Linked DNA regions of Sus scrofa: region 2 is linked to region 1. The links are chromatin contacts, called in public HiChIP or PLAC-seq maps. All regions are on one chromosome and are shown on one strand. The core of a region is the stretch at or near the end of the contact, and the rest is flanking DNA. Distances in the headings are between cores, read along the strand shown.

What was found. HiChIP or PLAC-seq counts read pairs in DNA pulled down with a chosen protein or histone mark.
Region 2: a contact with region 1 is called in an H3K27ac HiChIP or PLAC-seq map of alveolar macrophages, with 4 times the contacts expected there. The contact joins the promoter of LCORL here to the enhancer-like site in region 1. A contact is called at or near these places in 1 of 5 promoter capture datasets (liver), 9 of 47 Hi-C or Micro-C datasets (brain, embryonic fibroblasts, fetal heart ventricle and 4 more) and 2 of 2 datasets of contacts at active chromatin or transcription factors (alveolar macrophages and skeletal muscle).

Annotation. Positions count from the first base shown.
Region 1 is chr8:12,886,853-12,891,292 of Sscrofa11.1, forward strand. All of the region lies in intron 4 of LCORL (ligand dependent nuclear receptor corepressor like), which reads right to left. Among named protein-coding and RNA genes, the nearest start is that of LCORL, 80 kb to the right of the region's middle. Within about 2 kb of position 2,654, at least 5 of the 83 cell types and tissues checked have an H3K27ac peak or open chromatin away from gene starts, as enhancers often do. A contact at or near this core is called in alveolar macrophages, where this site is marked.
Region 2 is chr8:12,966,447-12,970,886 of Sscrofa11.1, forward strand. It overlaps LCORL (ligand dependent nuclear receptor corepressor like), which reads right to left and starts at 2,689. Exons shown (of 7, transcript NM_001195345.1): 1 at 2,533-2,689. The coding sequence starts at 2,689.

The sequences.
Region 1 (4,440 bases), core at 1,404-3,903:
TCTCTTGGGAAGGAGGCAATAAATGGAAAATCTTATAGACTTAAATTTCTTTTCCTTTTCTCATCCTCCAGAGAAAGATATTAACAAGCATGACGCTTAGTACACCAGAAGACAAACAGCAGCACACCCTCTTGCCTTCACAATTAAGAGATACAGCTAAGCCATATAAAAAGAAAATTTCTAAGTCATTATATTAATTATCAATTTTTCTACTGATAAGGTATTTTTCTCAAATAAAAAGAGGAACCAAAGAGTGAAAAATGGAACAAAGTCTGGTCCAGTGTTATATTTAGCACGGAAGCAGCCAGGAGAGTCATTTGACTTGGGTCTCACATTTACAAATTTGCTACGTATTTACAATTTTAACGTCATCTTTGAAAGAGGTTATACATTATTTATATGTGGCAGGACTGAAAAAAAAAAGGCTTTAACCCTACAACTTAAAATTTCCATCTCTCTACTGGGCTCCCTGGATATTACAAATTAATACCTTTTGTACATCTAATAATGATCTTGTGAATACAATTTTATTTTGTAAATATATTTAAAGCTTAATTGGTTCTATAAAACAACTAAAATATACAGCAGTTTGCACCTCAAAAAAGTAAAGTTGCCAAGGCTCTCTCAAGTTTTTAGAGATTCCCTTTAAATTTTTCCTAGTTTTCTTAGTCTTTAGCTTAGTTTTCATCTATGTGTCTAGTTAATTTAGCTATCACATGGAGGATATCAAAACTGTCTTCTACCTTACAAGGCTCACAAATTAGGAGGTATAAAGCCCCTTCAACAAAGTTAAAGTCCTATTTAACAAACACGAGACATTTTAGTGATCTTATAAAAGACTTGTATTCAGAATTTATAAATACATTCACATCAACAATAGAAAGCAAACAACCCAACTAAAAATGGGCAAATGAATTGAACAGATCCTCTAAAAAAGAAGTTCTACAAACTGCCTATAAGAACTTGAAAAAGCACTCAACATTATTAGTTATCAGGAAAATGCAATTTAAAGCAAAATGAGATACCACTTCACCCCTACTAGAATAGCTAATAACAAAGATGGATAACAGGATAACAGTAGTTGCTGACAGAGATCTGGAGCAACTAGAACTCTCATGCATCTCTAATGAGTCTATGAAACAATAAATTTGGGAGGATGATTTTTCAGTTTCTAATATATTTTAAATATACATTGATGCTATGACCCAGCAATTCTACTCTATTCCCAAGAGAAGTGAAAAAGATGTCCAAAAAGTATATGAGTTTTCATAGCAGCCTGATTAATAATCCCTAGTGACTTACTAATAACCACTTTTAGAGGAGGTTGTAAGAAAGAACAAAGAATCAAAAATAATTCTTGTATCTTAATCCTGTGTGAATGGGAAGGTATCAACGGCACTAATTAAATGGGGAACATAAGAAAATGAACAGGCTTAAAAAGGAAAATTAGTTTAGATTTGCTGAAATTAGAGGGGGGCGGTTTCAAGGGAAATACATATATGTACATAAATATACCCATGTATGTATATATAAATTCTAAGGACAGTCCTTAATGAATAACATTCTGGGGACAGCAGGAAGATCAAATAGTAAAGGAGGAAGACAGGATTCTTAACCTATTTTTGTGCAAGAATTCCTTTGGCAGTGTGGATAAAGATTTTCAGTTCTCCTCAAAATCATGTATTAAATGCACAAATTTGTAAGATTACAAAAGAATCCAACTATACTGAAATACAATGTAAAGTTTTAAAAACTAAGATACAGTAATATATGTACTTTCTTCTTAATGCATTAAAATATAAAATCTAGTAGTAAGTCTAATATCTATAATTTCAAAATAGATAAACAATGTAATATAAAAATATCTATAATTTTTATTGTTATATTTGAAGGAAAAGTTAAATCTCAGCTGGGGGGTTAGGGAAAATAAAAATGTCATTTTTTTCCTCCATTCATGTACAAAACCCATGAAATCCTGCCCAGGAACTTTTGGAGGAAAATAGTTAGGTCAAAAACCCCTGAGCTAGAAAGTAAAATTTGAGTCATAAAAACTTGATAAAATGATATTATGGAAATCAAAACAGCAAAATAGCATATGCTATTTAAAAACGGCAATTTAGGAGTTCCAGTCGTGGCTCAGGGGGTTAAGAACCCGACTAGTATCCATGAGGATGCAGGTTCCATCCCTGATCTCACTCAGTGGGTTAAGGATTCAGCAATGCCCTGAGCTGTGGTGTAGTCGCAGATGAGGCCCAGACCCCATGTTGCTGTGGCTGTCGCGTAGGCTGGCAGCTGCAGCTCTGATTCAATCCCTAACCTGGGAACTTCCATACACCGCTGGAGCAGCCCTAAAAAAAGAAAAAAATAATTTGTAAATCACAATTATAAAAATACTACATTCTCTGCTTCATTTCTTACAATTGTGAAGCAGAATAAGAGAGAAAGGTCAGAGAATAGCATGTGAAAAAAAGTAAGGTAGAAAAAATCCAGAGGGTTCAGAATATTTTCAGAGAAAGAAAAGAAATCACAATTGTATTTAAACTAGTTTTTAAAAATGTATTCCCATTAGGAATTACTTGATAATCACCATAACCACAGACTGCTGATACAATGATCGTTCTATGTCCCACACACTTCACCCCCAACCTTTTCATTCAGTTTCTACTTCTTGTACCATCTACTGATGCATTCTGTCATGCAAGCTAGGGTCGTAACAGCTGACTAGTAATTGCACAAGTCTTTTAGTTGGCCTGTGACCCTAGAGATAACAAACAATTCGTTATAATACTGAATAGAAGGAGTAAACCATTTTCTTCTTACAAGGATGCAGTCAGGCAAGTTGCCCTAGATGCACTATCTCAATGCTTATATCTCTCTACACAGTATGTGTGTTGTAGTGAAAATCTGACTGGAAATTATTTGGAGTGCTGAGTCATTTCCCATGTCTTTTTTTTTCTGCTTCCTCAGCAGCTATGGCACTTGCTATTAAGCAGTATCAATCTCTGACCCAAGAGAGCAGTTGTTTAGACAACTCCTTATTCCTAGCACAGCCACTGTCAACAGAGTTTAGAAGTTATTGTCCAGAGGCTACTGTAGGAGAACTACGGCTGAGTATGCCACAAGCGCTTGCATATCTACTTATAGAAAATACCCACTGTTGACCAGTGTGGTACTTAGAGAGACAACCAACATCTTCAGAGAAGCTTTTAGATCTGCTAAAGCTGGGGCACTACTGGGAACAAAGAGGAAACAAAATAAAGGTGTTAAAAAGCAGACTCTCTACCAAAGAAAATCTAATACTTTAACAATATAATGAAACCCAAATAAGGCTGTAAAAATGCTATCCTAAATCAGTTGTTTGATAAGGACTACTATACGGTTTAAATGTATTGTTCTCTGGACATGACAAGATCATGGAGAATATCTATTTGCTAAAGTAACAGGCAGAAAGGTAAACTGCAGAATGCAGGCTTAAACTTTAACAAGACTAATACTATTGGTCTGTCTTGCCTATTGAATATGAGCCATCAAAGCTCCTCCCAAATGTTGCTTCCTTAATTTACTACTTTTAATTTTAAATGGAATGAGACACTAAAGAAAATGCAAAAATTTACTAATAACAAGCATTAAAATTTTTTATCTAGAAAATAATGCCATAGCTACAGAGTTACAGAGCTATATTTTAACTAAAAATCACCTTTCATTGTTACAAGTAAAGCTATTAAAAATCAATTACCAAGACTCTAAAATAACTACAGTACTTGCTCGGGGAAATAAAAGAGACACCGAGATAATACATATTTTCTGCTCTCTAGGAGTTAGCAATCCAGGACAGAAGTATACAATATAAAGACTGCATTCTTCTTGGAGGAATATCCTGAGGCTCATTTGGTCTTCAATTTCAACATTCCTGAGTAAATGTTAAATATGGACAGGAGACTCAAGAGCACATGAACTACTCTCTCTATTCTATCCCCACTGTATCCTACTCTACAACATGCCGGTGTCCTGCTTGAGACTAAATGCTGTATCTTACTCATCTACCTATTCAGGGATCTACAATGGTACCACAACAATGTAACAGGATAAATTTCATAAGTAAATGGCTCTTCACTCTTCAAAAGGAATAAAGGACAGCATTAACAGCTGAGCAATAATCTTTTTTTTTTTTTTTTCAGGGCACAGAAAAACAAGAATGAAAATATTCCTTTACTGTCTCACACTTTACACAAAAGGTTTCTTAACAGTCACTGAAAGGAATTATTAGAGAAAAATGATTTTTTTTTCTTGGAAGTCTTATAAGCTAGTCAGTTCAAAGGTAGGCAATAATGAAGACAGACACTGCTTATGTTGCTTCCACGTAGGTTTACTATGTTACTACTGAACACGCAATGCAAAGGATTTATACAAAACCAAGAACCAAATGAGTAGACATGGGCT
Region 2 (4,440 bases), core at 1,439-3,938, 80 kb after region 1:
AACTTTTCGCCCATAAAATTAGAACACTTATATATGTTATTAAAAAAATGAATGAGAGTCTTTAAAGATTTAGGCTAAGAACTGAAAATTAAAACTTCACTACTGGCTCCATACTAATTTCTATACGGCCCTGAGATGCTACTTACAACTTCCATATCTCATTTAAAAATAAGACTTGTGGAACATTTTCTTCCCTAAAGGCTAAAAGAATATTTTATAAAAACAAATTCAAGCAATAAGAGTACTGCATATTCAATACAAAAGTACATATACACACATATATATATTCACACATACACATACAAAGTAAAAAGAATATGGCTTTTTTGCAAATATGTTTACAAAGTAATAGGAAAAGGTAACAATCTTCAAATATAGTCAGAGCTCAGGAAAAATTTCCTTTCAAATACTGCAAAGCGTATGGTACATTAAAATGCAATATGGAGCTGCATATTCGACACCCAGCATTAACTCAATTTCAGTGTCTTCCAATTCTATTTGGTATTGAAGTAGTAAGACAGAAATCTATCATATTTCCCTTTTCCATCAAATTCAATTAATTTTGTTTAATTAAAATTCGTCTCTTTTTCAAAAGCAATATATTTTTGAGAGACAAAGCCATAGTAATGTATATAAATAAGCAAGATGAGAAAAAAGTGAAAAACAAAGTATTCTAAAACATGAAAATTGTCCAGACATCGTCAAAGCACCGTGAGCCTTGGCAAAACAACACAGCTGACTGAGAGCGTGAGCCAGTGTTAGAATGCTATTATCCTGCCTGATTCTAACCGAACAAACTCAACAAATTTCAAACAGGTTGTCAGTGGAAGAGACCTTACAAAAGCAATTATAAAAATCAGGTCCATTTGCATTCAGGAAACATTAGCAACACTTGGCTTAAAATTTTTATATGTGGAATAATACCTTGAGAGTTTTTTTTAAAAAAAGTAAAATTATTTATGAATACTTGACCAAAGCTATTTCCCAGAATGTTTTCTTAGATAGAACCAAAACATATTTCATAAGGGTAAAAGAGTGAATTGCTTAAACATAACTTATGTCCCTAATCAGAGCAACCTTCCTTCTGGTACGTGTTCTCTATATCCATCGGTTTCTGCAGTGCACATTTCTCAGCTGAAGTTGTACTAGTTTATCCTACCACAATCTCCTTTTCACTAGTGAAAAACAAGAAAGATCTTCAGGCACTAACCAAACAAATCTGAGGGGGGTGAGGGGAAATGGGGCGCGAGGTGGCGCAAGAACAGATGGAAAAGAGGTAAGAGAGTAATTTTGTCTTAGGGCGCTAAGATTACTCCTCAACTCTAAACGCCAAGATTTAATCGCCAGTCGAGCGAGCCACTATCCACTCATTAGACAATGCAACCTTCCTTCCTACCTCTGCTCCTACTCTCCTACCCATCAACCTCTTCCAAAACAAACACAACACACCCCATCCCATAACCCGCGTTATCCCCTCGGTGCCCACTCAACCAACCTGCTGGATAACAGTTCCACGCACACGACTCAGACAAAAAAGCGACGGGGGCAAGGTGGGGAGGTCCCGCCACCTCCCGCCACCCCCCAGCAACCCGCAGAATGACAGCCCCCAGGCCAGAAGTTTGAAGCAAAACGATTCCGACCCAACCAAAAGGGAAGACGGAATTGCAAGAGAACGGGAATGGGAGGTGGGGAGGGTTATGTGCGTGTCTGTGCGGGGAAGGGTCCATCACATGACAGTAAAAGAGGACCCGAGTCTTCGGGGCGTCCGCGAGGAGACCGGGGGGGGGGGTGCCGTCACCATGACAACACCCCCCTCTCTGACCAGACTTCCAAAGAGGGAGGAAGAACTTCAAATCCCAACCGTCAGCGCTCGAACGGCTCCTTCTTAAAGGGGTACACACCGCGCCGCCGCCGCCGCCGAGCGCGAGAGGGCAGAGTTGGGCGCCCCCGCCCTCGGGCGACGCCCCCACCGCCCCTCGCCCCCAGCGGGCCCACCCGCGGCCCCGCAACAGCCCGGGGGTCGCTCAGGTCCCCGTCCCCGGGAACTCGGCCGCGTCGGCCCGCCCAGCCCCCGGCGGCGAGAAGGGGGTGTGTGAGCGCCCGGCGGGGGCGCGGACCAGCCCGCCTTCCTCCCGCCGGCTCTACCCGCCGGCTCCTCTCCACCCGGGCGCCGACCCCGCCGGCCCGTTTCCTCCCTCCTGACAAGGTGGACGGCGAGCGGCGAGGGGAGCCGGGGAGTTTCGGGGAGAGCGCGAGCGAGCCGCTTCTTCGGGGGCTCGGAGAGCGGGTCCGAACTAACAGTTCCCGGGGAGCCCAAGCGCAGAGGAGGGGAAGGAGCGCGGAGTGCGCCGGGCGAGGAGCCCCCAGACAAAAGGCGAGCGCCGGAGCTGCCGCGCCGCCGCCGCTCCCATCTCGCTCCCCCATTGAACTGACCCGAACGGGAGATTCAAGTAAACCCCTCAGCCACAAACTCCTCGGGCTGCGGCAGCCGTCGCCGCGCGGAGCCGGGGCCCCGGCCCGTGTCTCTCTTACCTACACAGTGCATGAGGCGGTGGCGCCAAGAGTCGAGTTCCCGCCGGAATCCTCTCCTCTCCGCCGCGCACCGAGGGCTCCGGCACTGAGCGGCGGCGGCGGCGGCGGCAGCAGCGGCGGCGGCGGCAGCGGCCATTCTCTCTCTTCCCTTGTCCATCTGCGTCCCGCGTCACGCGCCCTCATTTACATACGAGCGGCGCAGGCACGAGGCAGGGGCGCGAGCCCTCAGCGCGAGCCCCGGAGCGCGCGCCCCCCGGAGGGGGGTTGATTGACACGTGTCACACTACCGTCCCTCTCCCATCCCCTCCCCCTCCCACCGCTCCCTCAGGGAGAGGCGGGGAGGGAGCTGAGGAGAAGGAAGCAACCTGCAGCTTCCGCTGACCCCGACTCCCCATCTCCTCCCCTCCCTCCCCTCCCCCCGGAGTTTACTCAAGCTAGCCATACTGCTCCCGCCGCCCGCGAAAACCCTGAGCGGGAGCGGGAGGCTCGGAGCCCGGCCAGGAACCGGCGCGCCAATGGAGCGGACTAGTCACGCCTCCCTTCTGCCTTCCCGACGCAACTCCGGACACCCGGAGACTTCACTTCCCAGACCCCTTTGCGCTGGGACCCCCGAAGTGGAGCTCGTCGCCACGGCGCGGTGCATGCCGGATTTTGTAGTCCATCAGGGATGGGTTCCTCTCCAGTCCAATTCGCACACTTGGGTTAGCATAGACTGCACAGCACTGCGCGGCTTGTGGGTTTAGCCTCTAATTTCCCGCGCCTAAGACTGTGCGCTGCCGGCGTCGTCGTGTCTGACCCAACCAACTTAACCTCCTTAGGCTCCGCAATAGAAAGGCGATGAAAGTGGCAAAAGTTGTCCGTCTCTTGAGGGTTTGAACAGCGCTTTGTGCTTTAAGTGCTGGAAACTTTTGGGGATCACAGTCATCCTGCCACAGCAGGGAAAAAGCAAGCCAGTGACTGGGCTGCATCCAAAATAATTGCCAGATATCCAGAGGGACATCCTGCAGTGACTTCAGTTTCCAGGGCGATGACTTCTTGGAAAGCGAGACTCTGTAAATATTGGGAGAAAGATGCGGGGCTTTTCACCGGAAATCGTTTATGAGGGTTTAAGTGTGGCTGAGTGAAAACTCCAAAAAGAGAAACTTATGCTCTGCAATAAGTAAACTCCTGGAGGGCAGCGACCCTTTGAGACATCTGTACCTTGATATCTTTCACCTGCTTCGCCCTAGTACAGAGCGTGGCAAGGGATTAGCACTTAACAAATGTTACGGAATGAATTATACGCTGCTCTAGAGAGAAAATATTTCTTCAAAGAGAGAGAGAAATCTTTTGGTTAGGTATAAACTCCAATGACATGTTTTACTTCAGCACCACGGTGATTGTGCGTGTATTTCTGTATATGCGCGGGGGGCCGAACTGAAGCTAAGACACCCAAAGTTTGCTTAGAGGTACTGTGCATTAGTGGAAATTTATGGACAAGTCTGGAAAACATATTTTAATGCTCCTTGGAAACTAGTGTGAATTCTGAATTCAGTTCCACTCACCCTGTTTTGTGGCTTATCTTTATCCACCTTTTTTTTTTTTTTTCATTCCTACATGGAAGTATTCATTGCTCATCATTTCCTCAATAGTGAAGACAGAGTTTTACATTTTCACAAATTTTTAAAAAACGAAGTTTGAAATCTCATAATGTTTTCTAGAACAGACACAATTGGGAAAGCAAGTGAAATCATTAGTGAAGGTGCTTTTGGAATTATCAGTGAATCGTTTTAGTTATTGGTTCTTTTTGTATTTTAATTGCCAAGATGATCAGCTTCTGTAGCTTTCCTGAACACCTTCACGGTAATCTGCATTGGTAAGGATGGGCTAGGTGATGGTGCAGTAACAAAAAATCCAAAAGTTTTAGTG